2 separate regions of the Dromaius novaehollandiae genome follow, and region 1 is linked to region 2. The links are chromatin contacts, called in public Hi-C maps. All regions are on one chromosome and are shown on one strand. Each heading gives the region's core, a stretch centred on a gene start, on an enhancer-like site or on the middle of the called end of the contact. The rest is flanking DNA. Distances are from core to core; before and after follow the strand shown.

What was found. A called contact is a pair of places that touch in the nucleus more often than the background predicts.
Region 1: a Hi-C map of brain shows a contact between it and region 2, with 2.7 times the contacts expected there. The contact joins two enhancer-like sites. A contact is called at or near these places in 2 of 4 Hi-C or Micro-C datasets (brain and ovary).

What each region holds. Positions count from the first base shown.
Region 1 is chr5:41,005,248-41,011,776 of bDroNov1.hap1, reverse strand. The region is part of intron 3 of DPF3 (double PHD fingers 3); the gene reads left to right. Among named protein-coding and RNA genes, the nearest start is that of DPF3, 120 kb to the left of the region's middle. Within about 2 kb of position 4,631, at least 1 of the 2 cell types and tissues checked has open chromatin away from gene starts, as enhancers often do.
Region 2 is chr5:40,851,829-40,858,095 of bDroNov1.hap1, reverse strand. All of the region lies in intron 15 of RGS6 (regulator of G protein signaling 6), which reads right to left. Among named protein-coding and RNA genes, the nearest start is that of RGS6, 260 kb to the right of the region's middle. Within about 2 kb of position 3,480, at least 2 of the 2 cell types and tissues checked have open chromatin away from gene starts, as enhancers often do.

The DNA of each region.
Region 1 (6,529 bases), core at 3,382-5,881, 150 kb before region 2:
TAAAATACAGGTATTTTATGCTTCAGAATTCAGACACCACTGGTGTTTGCCTTGGAGTCCAATCCCAACAATAAACTCCTTGGGGGAAGGAGGGCCGCTGCAATGTGCATTTGGAGGGGAATGAAGAATGAAATACGTGTATGGCATTTTTATGCATCCTCTTCCAGACCAAGGATCTCAATTAGGATGCACTTAGAGCATGATTCCCCTTGAACAAACAAAATAGTTTAGGTTCAGGTCCTGTATTGTTTTACGCGGATATTGTTCTATTGAAGACTATAGAGAGCAGCAGTTTCCATCAGCTAAAGCGCTGGTCCTTGATGTAGGAGAAAAGATGAAAACTTTATCCCTTGTGATGGAAATGATGTATTTCTGAATGTATGTAATTGCCCCCAGGATGTACGGGGTAGATGCCTTCGAAACACCTATGGTTATGATTGATATCCTATGCATGTCCTACAGAGCTGTAGAGAAAATCCTTTTGTTGTTGGCCAAAAATAAACAATGTTTCATGATGAGAGTAAAAGACAAAGTTTCGAAGTTGGATCATGCAGTTAGAGTGCTAAAACTGCATTTAAGCACTTTATGCATGTGGTTCATTTCCTAGTCTTTTGAAGAGATGCTGAATGCTTGTATCTTCTCTTGATTTCCTTGATGCAATGTCTGGGAATGACACAGTTACAGATATGTGCTATTCTGACAGAGTCAAGTTCATAGCTGTAGGAATTTCTGGAGTGATGCTGCATTTGTAAATGATGCTATGGGTGCATCTGCCATGTAATGCTCATTGCCTAAGTGAGGTAGCAGAATGGCAGGAGAACTGGAAGCACAGAGGCTGTATCTGTGAGCAACGCTGTAGACCAGGACAGTATCAGCAAACAAAGACACTATTAACTAAATAGAAAGGAGTTGGGATTACGTGCTTTGTGCCTCTGAAGCTGCTATACCAGGGATGGCACTATAAATATACTTACAGAATATACTTCCAGGGAGCTTTCTTTTAATATCTGGATGGGCAAAATAAAAATATTAACCTCTCTCTGCTAAAGATGATGCTCCTAATACATCTGAACTCTCAGCAAGTGCTACGGATGGAACCAGAGTGCATCCAACTTTTTTGTTTTGCCTTTCAATTCTGAATCTTAATTAGTTCCCTACTGCTTTAGTACATGCACAACATTTTAATAGTCATAAGGACTTACTCCATTCCACGTTGCCATTTCCACAATTCGCTCTTTCATACTAGTAGCAATTCCCCCACCCCCCACCCCCTGGTTTAGGAATAGTGTAAAGGAAACTAAATAGCCAAGCGTGTAGCTGTAGATTGATGAGGTTGTCACACCATTCTCTTCACCGTTTTCTTCCAACCTGCACTGTGTTCTAATAGATGGATGATTGCTGGGGGAGGGAGAGAGTTAGCAAATCCCACAGCCAGATGTTCAGGGCTGGACAGAGCGACCTTCTCCAGGAACCCAGAGGAGTAGAACTGTGTCCTTCTGAGGAAGAAGGACACTCAGGTGCCTCTGGCTGCCTGTGTTTATCTCTTTTTAAAAGGAGCACAAATGGGCTCAGTATGGCTGCGAGGATGGATGTTTCTCTGTGCATTGGGGGAAATGACCAGTCATCCGTCTCTTCACTGTGGAGTCTGCCTGCAGCCATCAATCTTGTAGCCCAGCACGGCAGCTCCTTTGGCTTAGTTTGGCTCCACTTTAGATGAACAAAGGAAAATGAAAGCTGAGCAGGGAGAAGGGAAAGAAGAGCAAATATCCTCTATTTATTTCACTTTCTTTCCCCCTTGCGTGGCTAGCTCTCTCTCTCCCCCATTATCATCTATTTTCACAATATTTTGTAAGGTGAGGAGAAGGCCCAGAATATACATTTTTAGAATGTAGGAGTTTACAGTGTTTCTCTTTTTGCAGAGGAGAGAGGAGAGCGATATTGAAAGGGCATAATTCAAGGCCCAGAGCTTCCACATTTCTTGCTTTTCCGTGGCAGTTTTCAAAACAAGCCTGCCATAGTTTAGCTGCAGTTGGCAAGGAGAAGGAATATAATACCTTGCCGCCATATTGCTATTTTTCTACCCTGTTCTTCCTTGATTCCTTCCTCAATGCCCCTGCAGTGTTTTCAGGTATGTACTTCATGTCTTCATTCCTGTTCTGCTGTAGAAGCAGTAAGTAGAGCCAAATGATGAGGCCATCTGGAGGGAGGTATATACTGATGTCCAGAGCTGTGATAGCAGCCCTTGTGAGAAAAACACAAGCTCACTTGAATCAAGCCTGCTTGATACAACCACGCTGGGACTGTACAGACTTTGCACAAACTACCTGAGGTCATCTAGCAACCTTGGTTCATACTGTGACTGGAGGTCAGGCCAGTATCTTCCTTGCACTTGGTATGCAGTCCATCAGAATCAACAACGTTCAGACATTATAAACTTAGCACACTGAATGAGCTGGGCTGCTTTTGCCTGAAATCCTCTGATTTGGTGTACTTGAGTCAGGCTGGAAGGAAAAGAGGTGTGTGAATTCACTGCCTGTGCTGGACTACCAGAACTAGGGTCTGCTGTGTTCCAGGGTGAGTTGTAATGTGATTGCTTATTCTGTTTTCGCCTAAAAAGCCTCTGGATGTTGTTCTGGAACGTTTGGCTTATTTTCTAGAAGGGTGATTTAGAGATAGCATTGTTGAATTTAAGCCCGGTAGCACTGCCCAGTGTGGTGTTTGACTGACATATTTAATAAATGTGTGATTACATTTACTTTTTAATTTTCCTGGCTGACCTCAATGATCCAAGCATCAGGTCTGAAGGAGTCAGGCTCCCCAGCAGAACTGTGGTAGGAGGTTTCTCTTCCCCACTTTTTCCTGTAGACAAGAATTCAGATCTCCCAGGCATTCACAGGGCCATGTAATGGAGCTTATTAGGAGTTTCAAGGTGCAACTGAGCACTGAAACAAAACAAGGGAACTCTGTAAAAGCAGATATTGTACACAGAGATGTGTCTGAGGAGTCTTTATCTTCCTTCAACCCAAATGTACCATCTGGAGTGAATTGGCTTATGCCAAGATGGGCAAAATTTATGCCTTCGTGGGTTTAAAGGGCTGCTTTGCCGTTTGTGCTGAGGTTTTGTGTCTTCATCCTAAACCTAAAGCATAAACCCTCAAGGAAACATTTGTTTTGTTAAAACCAGTCTTTCTCCTCCCCCACACTCTGCCTGTGCAGATTTTACAAGGTGGACATGACACCTTCCTGAGTGGGGATATGCAGGGAGATCTCGGAGAGTCTTTCTTTCATGTTTTCTTTACAAAATAGATTGCATGGTTTTGCAGTCTGCGTATTTAATTGTACAGCTTTAGAATGAATGGTCATATTCTCTGCTGCTACCCATTTCACCTCCCTGCAAATTTTGAAAAAGATAAATCTTGCTCACGTTGTTGTGAGACAGCCCAGATGGCACATTTGTGTCTGAGGATGCCCTCTGGCTGGCCTTTTGGTGGCCATTCCAGTGGCTTTGAAGGTCACCTTGTTTACACCTTGCCTTTTCCCCCCTCCCTATTCAGAGTCTTGCTGAGCCTGCAGGCTGGGCTTCACCATCTGCATTTTCTCTGGTGCCATTAATCTTCCTGTTTACCATTCTCTTATTAATTCTAGAGTTCACCTTTTTGTCTAAACATTTTATAGGCCTCTTGGAATTTCTTGCCTTTTTGTGGCAACAGATCTGAGCATTTCAGCAGATGATTTGCTTTGTTCTTTCCCATTTCTGAAAGGATACCTACTAGCATCTCTTGCCATGTTTCTGTTAGAAGCTTTCCTTCTTATAATAACATTTTTCAACAATATAGCTTCTTCTGTCAGATGCATCTTACCAGTATGAGTAAATGTTATCCTCACTCCTTGGAATTTGCGAATTGGCCTCTGAAATCTGACATTTGTGAAAATCGTCTCACGTTTTCAGTGTTTTTCTTGGCTAGAAAAAAATGTTTTTAAACCTGGCTATGCAAGAACATGTAAGAACACCTTGCATTTGGTGCATTTTATTTGAAGATCTGAATGCCTGTGAATATTAAATGAACCTTACCAAGCCCTAGAGGATAGATGAAGACTATCTTCATTTGACAGACGATGAAAACACACAGAGGGTACCTTTGTTAGAGTTTGGCCCACGATCACATAGTGAAACTGTAGTGATGCCAAGGGCAGAGTCCAGGATGATTGCTTCTCATCCCTTGTTAAAATCGCCAGTCACTTTGCTGTGGCCTTTCTGTTCTTCAGTGGTTTATGCAGGTTTGGTATTTACCGAGCCGTGGGTGCTGAACCAGCTCTGCTTGACATAGCTGACCTGTGACTTGTTCAGACTCAGTGCCATGCAAATGTGGCTATCCTGCTTCTCAGGCCTGCATGAGTTTCAGAGCACTACACTCCTTGAAGTGGGAGCTTTGCAGAGAGAGATGCAGGATCAGGTCCAGGACACCTGGAATCTGGCTGAGCAGTGCTGCATCCATGCTGATGCCTTCAGAGCTGACTGGGTGTCTCTGCCTGCTCCCAGTGCTTTAGGTTTCAGAAGGGCCTCATTAGCTGAGTGCAGCATCATGTGAACATATGGAGCCAGCTCGAGCTGAGTACTGCACTCAAGCAAATAACCCCCCTGAAATATGAAGCATGAGAAAGCGCAGTGCAGGCTCCCAACGATCTTCGCGGGATTCAGATTGGCTCTGGCAGGTTTATCAGCTCTGGCTTAGTGCTGGCTCTGCCAGGCCCAGCCTGAATTAATTTGGATGCTTGTGTACTGCAGTTCAAAGATAATTGCATTATGCAGATTTTTCTGTTACTAGAGGTATCGTATCCCCTGCACTGCCTTGGATGTGGGAGAGGAAAAGCTATGCAAAATCTCCCAGAATTTGTGGCAGGGTTATAGCATGGCTGGTTTTACACATGATTCAGTGCTGTCACATTCGGAAACAGTGCAGCTGATTGCAGTGGAGGTCCACTCCCTGCTACTGTTTGTGGATTGTGCCCGGTGTGGGGGTGACTGGTGTTTGCTGATAGTTGTCTTGTTGCCAGACAATAATCAGGTTCTGGTTCTTCTGATGGGTCAGTAGGCCTGTGTGACTGTGTGTATATCTGTATGACCACTTGCAGATAGGTTGAGCAAGTTCTTCTCTTACTCCAAACAGGCTGGAAGCATGTTAGGGTGATGCAAAGCCCAAAGGAATAGACTTTCTACTCAGGAACTTTTTCTAAATTGTAGCAGCTACCCAGTCTCTGTCCCTTGGTAGTGTCTGCAGTGGTTGTGTGACCTGATGGTGCAGAAGGCCTCTTTGCAGTGTGAGCCTATCTAGAACACAAATGCAAGAGCGACCATGAACATGAACGAGTGCTAGAATAATGTTATTGAAGGGAAATATTCCTTTATGATTTGAGCCCTGAGGGTAGTTATATGATCCAGCATTTAGCCTGATACTGTAATTTGACAGTCTTTGAGAAGCAGGTGCAGTATATTATATGTGACAATGATTTATATCTGTGCTGAGAAATAAATCTGTAAAGAACTTGTAAGAGACAACCAACAGGAGGGCTGTTTTTTTATTGTGAGATTTTATAGAGGCATTCTAGTCTGCCAAAGAAATACAGCTGCTTGTAAAGTCCACATTTTGATCATGGGCTAAACTAAACAATGCTTAACCTTATATCGGAGAACCTCTGCTGTGTTCAGCAGCCTTATTTCTCCCTCCTGTCGTGTTGTAGCCTTCTGGGAAGTATTTTAGGTAGGTGCTGGTAGAATCTTTCCATTGGATTCTGGTCTTAAAATTAAGAGTTGTCCTGAGATTTTCCTGCATTTTATGCCCACGTTGCAGAGTGAAAGTGTACAGTTCCCCAGTATCCACGGATCGTTGCTTCCTCTTTCTTTCTCTGTCTGCACCCTTTTTCCCCCTGCCTTGCCCACCCCCCACTCCTTCTGCCTTACCGTGAGGCTAGCAGCTTTGCAGGAAAAGGTGGTAGGAAGACATGAGGATTTTTCACTCTTTCAGCGCAAATCTCAGTACACTGGGGCATATCTCAGTAGGCTCTAAAACTTGCAGTGAGTATTTAGTAAGATCCATTTCAGACCTTTATAGGATCCAGTGGCTTTAGTCTGCTGCACTTTGTGGGCGCAGAGCAGAGCAGTGCTCTGCCCGCTGAAGAGGAGTTTTCGCTTAGTGGAGAACGGTCTTCCAAACTGTTCTCTCCACACAAGGTGATTTGTTTCTGAGGAAACAAATTGCCTCTTTCTTTCAAGTAGGCTTAGTTCTAAAACAGGTTTATCATTCTCTTTGGCTTGATTTGTGTTCACATCATGGCCCTGTTTACCTTGAGACCTTGAGATTATATACCATTATTAAGATTACCTTGCAATAGTATACATGAGGTTTGAGGATGGAATTGGAGGAGGAGACAAAGGGTTACTGGAGCAACCTTTCAATCTCCAGTAGAGCCATGGCTTTATTGCATCTGACTTGGATTAAAAATGAAGTGCATTTGATGCTCGCTAGTCGCT
Region 2 (6,267 bases), core at 2,231-4,730:
CAACCAACCAGCCAAGCAGCCAATCTACCAAACTAATGATTATTTCCCAAGTGATCTATTAAATCATTACACAAGGTAGCACTCTGCTTTTAAAAACAGACAAAAAGTGTGACAAATACGTCCCTGGCACAGCGTGCTGCTGAGGAGTGCTGGCTGTATCAGTGCTGCCTTCCGAGGATGGATTCATTTGGATATATCTGTCTAACACAGGGACTGACATAATAACTTGCTTATGTAATTAGGGGGGCTCTACTAGTAGTATCAGTGTGCCTTTCAAATGTCAAAAAAGCCACACAGTGCTTCTCCTCCCTCTTTTGCATCTGTAGGAGTAAATTTGACAATTTAAATGGACACTTTTGACACATTAAATACATGTAGCTCTGGAGAGCTAACAGAAAGAGACACACTGCTTCCATCTGAACATGGCAAGCTCTGTGGCCAGTGCGTCCCTGCAAGCAGCACACAAGCCTCGATCGTCAAGCGACTAGCAACATGCTCTTGTTCCCTCTGGCGAGCTCCTGAGAATCCACCTTTTCATCACTCTTTGGACACGCAGCTGTTGCAAGACATCATGGTTGAGGACACAGTCACCTCTCGCTAGCAGCGCGGGCCAATTTCAAAGCAAAGACCTTGCACCAGACTCTTTACCACAAGGCTAATCAGAAGGTGCAACGCAGGAGCAACAAGCTCACAGCAACCTGAATTACAGTTTCTTTAAGGCATATTCCTTGCATCATAACTATATCCAGGGATGAATGGCACATCCAGTTAATAATTTGTTTTTAATAAGCAAAGGAAAAACACTCAATTTGATAAGATCTTCTGGGACCTTTTGTCCCCTTGTATTTGTGGGCTGGAGATGGTGGGTTTCTTCTCCAATAAATGAACAATTCTCTTAACAGTTTCCTAAAAGTAGAGCAGATTTGCTGTTACACACCTTCCAAAATGTTGTTCCCCAGATACTGAACTAAGGCACTGGGGAGCAATGGGGTCTGCAAGCATCTCATCTTTAGAAAAAGGTATATCCCTTTTATGTTTAGTGCACCTGAACCACATCTCTTCTGTGGTGAGAAGAACAACGCACTGTGCCTGAGGGCCACACGAGCTATACTAAGCATGTTCTCTATGCTTAGGTTTCTGTAATGAGAGTTACACTTCAGAAATGGCTGGTTGCCATTCCATGATATAAAGGAGAACAAACAGTAAATTTTAAAGGGGAAAATATTGTCACTTCAGTGAATTAAAACACAAAGGAACCAGCCAGGTAAATCACAGAAAATTTCTGTTCTACAGTTATGTGAAACCAAGAGGAAATCCCGCCCCAGCTACAGCGGACAGCTGAAGTGCAGGGAAAAAAAACCTGATAAGATTCAGCATCTCTCTGCCTTTTCCTTTCACATGCCCTATCTTTGGAAGGAGATGAAGGACAAGCTCTGTAAATTTTCTTGACAGGAGGGGAAAGGGAAAAAAAATCAAAGTTTGCAAACCAGATGGGAATGTGGGAGGTGGATGAGATAGCAGAAACTGTCTCAAAGCTGCACCTGCTTCAAATCAATGTGCTGCAATGCGATCTCAGGTCTCTCCCCCTCAGCAGTCAAAGCACAGTGACCCTGAGGAGGGCAGAGGGTGGCAGCCAAGCCAGCCAAGCAGGGCCTTGGAAACACCTGACAGATATGTGGGGAAAAAATGAATGATAAAAAAATAATAACAAACACTAACTTGCACAAAGCACCTGGCAGACCTCAGGAAGTGTGTTGCCTATTAAGAAAAATTCTTTCTGGCAGAAAATCTTAGCTCTTTCCCCTGAAATGTGCATATGAGATGAATTTCCTATGAAATGTGCAGTGTTAAACAAATCCATTTCTAAACCCACTTGCACCTTACCCACTATGACATTTTGCGACAGGCCTGAGACATTTGGGGGTTTGTGAAGACCAAGTGCAATGGTCTCATGACCTGTGAACATCTGCAAAGTTTCCAGCAAGCCCTTAAATTTTAACTTGCTGATAGAAAGTTTCCCCTCTTTGTATCTAAACACAGTTGTAAGCTTTAGCTGTTGGGGGTGGGGGTGGGGGATAGGGGAAAATCTCGGATTCTTTGCTTGTTTCAAGTAAAGCTCTTCCCATTTAGCACACTTTTCAGCCTATTACAGGGGGGTTACAGAAAGACTAAGATACCTAAGATTCACTTCAGCTCCAAGGTCCCACCTTGCCCTTCCGAAACTGATCATAAACCTCCCCACTGTAGCTATCCCACTCCTGCCTTTTAGATTGCTTCGGGGCCTCCCTTGACCCTACCACTGAGACTTGGCATAAAACTAGTACGAGCGTATTTGCGAATCCCTCTGTATTGCGAGCATGCGAGCCCTAGCAGCTACCCTTCTAGCCAGCTGAAAGGGAGATTTGCAGAATGTCAGACAAATCTATTAGAAGAGAAGGCCACAAGCAATATAAAGCAGTAGATTAAATAACTAAATAAATAATGGCAAACCACAATGAATGCTAATGTTTGTTCTACCTGCACGCTGGGCACCAGGGACGAATTTACCGCACATTCACACGTGAGAGAGCAGAGCCTCAGTGAATGCCTTGTGGCCTTCACTAGGAGGATGATAACTGATGCCAGCTGGGGACCTGCCTGAGGTTGGCTTTTCAAAGGACTGTCTCCACTGCAAAAAGAGGGGATAGCAAGGAGGGAGATGCTTTTCTGAGCACACAGCATGGGATTGCTGCACCTTCCCAAGAGACTTGGCAGCTGTCTAATGCCCCTCTGCCAGCACCTCTGCTCTGCATGGACACCTCTGCGGCAGAGGTGGCAAGGTTAATCCCTGAGCCCCAGCGCCAGAAAGCACACGTACCGCAGGCAGCGAAAAGCGCTACCCAGCGGCTATTCTTACCGTATCGTATTGGCTGCACCGTACTTCTCCCAGCCCACCGGCAGGTATCCTGCCTGACCAGCAGGACACCATAGCACGACACCACCAGGATCCTCCTAAATGTCTATGCCAAAGAAAAGAAAGCAAACCTACTCCTCAGGAACAGAGCTAGTTACCTGTGCCACTGCTGAGTGCAACGGGCTTTAGGAGCACTAGTTATCAATTGCCATTCGGTCTAACTGACTGTGCTGAAACGTGCTCCAGACAAGGCAGGAAAAATGCCACACTGGCCCTGGAAGCAGAAATAGCCGGTAGCAGATACAGTCGAGATAACGCATGCAGCACACAGTAGAAGAAAAGACCTTCAAACTTGTCCCAACTGAATCTAAGTGTGTGTGTGCGTGTGTGCATGCATGTGTGTGTATGCGAAACATGGGGGTTTTATTCCAATCCCCCTTAACGTCTCCAAATCCTCACTAAGAACTCCTCTGCATCTGCTTATTCTAGTCTCTGCATTTAGCATTTTACTCTTCTCAGCAATGCTGTATTGCCATTTTTGAGCAGTCCGAATGCATTAACCTGTAAGGGACCCTGTTTCTCAAGCCTCACTGGTGCCTAGCAGTACTGCCACCTAGCATGGCTAGCAGTAAATGAGTGCTCTTGTTGCTGCTGGAGTGCAAGACTTCCTGTGATTTATAGTTTAGAAAAGAAATGTTGCAGGTTGCTAAATGACACATAAGGGTCTTGGCCTGAGTGTGAATTGCTCTGGAAAATTTGAGCTATATCTTTTTGGCCACTCTTATGTTATTTAAGTGACACAATAATTTACACCCATACTTTTAGCTGGTGCATTTTCTTCACACTCAACCAAGTTGTTTTTATTACCAAGGAAAAAAACGATGAATAATTATACTGTAATATAGACCAACCTCCTTGCTAAACTAAAAAGCATAAAACCTCTTTTTAGACCACAAATGAAATTACACTGGGCTGAAGGCACAGTAATGTAAGAAGGAGCTTTAGCAGAAGAAATAACTGTAAGCAATGAGAGCTCATTTTGAGTAATACACAGAAATCCTTTGTTTAGCCCTGTAGATACATAGTTGGAAACACAATGTAAATCTTTTGCGTGAAAGTGCATTGATAAAAGTAACACATAAATTTAGCTTTGGCTCCCCTGTAAATCGATGAGACAACTGGTTTACTTCACACCTTCAACCACAGAAACGGGCACGCAGAGCTGCTGGGGGGCCAGGGGCAGACGCAGTGTGGCAGCCGACAGAGGCGAAGAGCTCGAGCAGCACAGTTAAGGGGTCAGCTTGGTACTGCAGGAGGATTTAGTCCTAAATATAGCAAGGGCTATCCTGGGAGACAGGAGTGGGCTGTCGGGAGTCCAATGCCATATGAGCAGCTTTAGGTTTTGAGAACAATGATTGTGGCTAACAGGCTGATTCTCTCAATATGGGCCAAATCCTTGCTGCTGGCAAAAAGCCCAAGTGAACAGGTTTTGCCTGGGAGGAGGAGAGAAACTTGTGTAGGATTTGGAAGCCTTGAATCCCTTTTCCAAACAGGATAAAATTCTAGGAGATGCAGCAATGAAGATGGCCCTCTGTGCTCCTATACATGCTGAGGTGTAGCCATAAGATGGAAATTATTCAACTTTTTGGCCAAAACCATTTGCAAGGCCATCTGCAGCTTCCTCCTTCCATTTCCTATGGTGAAAACCCTGCCAAAAAGCTGGGCTCTGCCATGGATGGGAAAACAGAGAAACCCCCACCTCGCAGAAATGAAATTCCGTAGCACTGGGACATTCTCTGTCCCATGGGAGATGGTCACAGATCAGGATTCAGCCTTACAGAAGCAACTCGCAATAGAAAGCAGCATATGACTTCTCAGTAATGGTGGCTATGCTGAGATACGTATGATCAGACCTTCTTGGATGCCTACATGGAGAATATATGCTGGATATATAAACAGAGCTGCAGACTTCCAAATCTCATAAACGTTTTGGCTGTAGGATATCTACTGGCATATTGTCTTGTATGTGCCTTTAAGTGACTGAGCTCAAGCCCTGGAGTCCACGGAGTCCTGGGTTCTCAGGTGTAAAGCGGCTTATTTGCAAGCCTCTTTCTCTCACTACTTGGGAGAAACAAAATAGCGTCAGCTACTACCTGACTCTCACATGAACAAGAAATACTCTTGCTCAGGATTTGAGATACAGCTACTTTTTGCATCCAAGTAGCACAATGCACAGTACTGGCATGAACGTCCCAGAGAACCAGAGCCTGAGTGCTGAATTCAATATTTAAGCAAACTAGAGACTTTTTGGAGTTTGGAAGTGTTTGGCACATGAGACACTGCTACTGTTCCTGCATGGTCCTACCCAGCCTGGCATGATCTATATACCAAGGAACAGGTAGACTCTTCCGCTGTGTGAATATGTTGACCGTTCTTGTCACATCATTTTCATGATCTTTCATCCGGAGAGATCTTCTGTCACTGTATGTGCAAGGTGAGAGCTCACTCATGGCTTTTTCCTAGCCCTTTCTCTGCCTGTGTAGTACAGAGAGAAGTTAGCGTAGAGAGCAGTTCGATCCCCAATGCCTTAATAGACAGAAAAGCAACAGCTAGACAAAAGCTGGATGTTAGATATTTGTCATAAAACATGACCACCACAACTTAAAATGAAAGGCACTGGATAAAAGAAGTACTTTATGATTTGTGGTGTGTATAAACTTTAAAAAAAAATCTGAGGAAAGAAGTAACACTAAGTATCTGCTACTACGTAGACCTCTGCTTCAAGGCGTTTACTTTCTGCTCTGTGCAGTAACACGTATACTAGCATAACCTTTCATATGTCCACTTTCCTATTTTTGTTACATCCACCTAATTGCTCTGCTGGGTATACTTAGGGGCTCTAGTATTTAGATCCTGTTTGGTTGTAGGTTGCTTTGTGAAACCCAGAAGGGAAGGAACTTGCCTTTTTTTTTTTTTAATGTATGTGTAACGGATACACAGGAACTGGTGAAGGTTGCTTCTACAGTCACAAAACCCCACATACAGGGAGGGCAACTGGAGTGCAGCGTAAGGAAAAACTTTCCTTTCCAGCCCCACAGCACCAAAGACAAAGGAGGAGAACAGAATAATGTCCAAGTCCTTCTGTAGTCACTGACCTCCCCCACAGGAAGGTTCAGGCTGTCGAAAGACTTCAGGTGGCCCCGTCACCATTCGTGTATACAAACATCTACAGAGGCTCTGACTTTTAAATACACAAGAAGAGGGGTGGAACTAGGCTATATATTACCTGTTATTCAGAGTTCTCTGTGCACTTGCAGCAAGTCCAACTTAATGTGAATTGCAGGTCTAACACACCTGGGGGCAACCCAATGCAT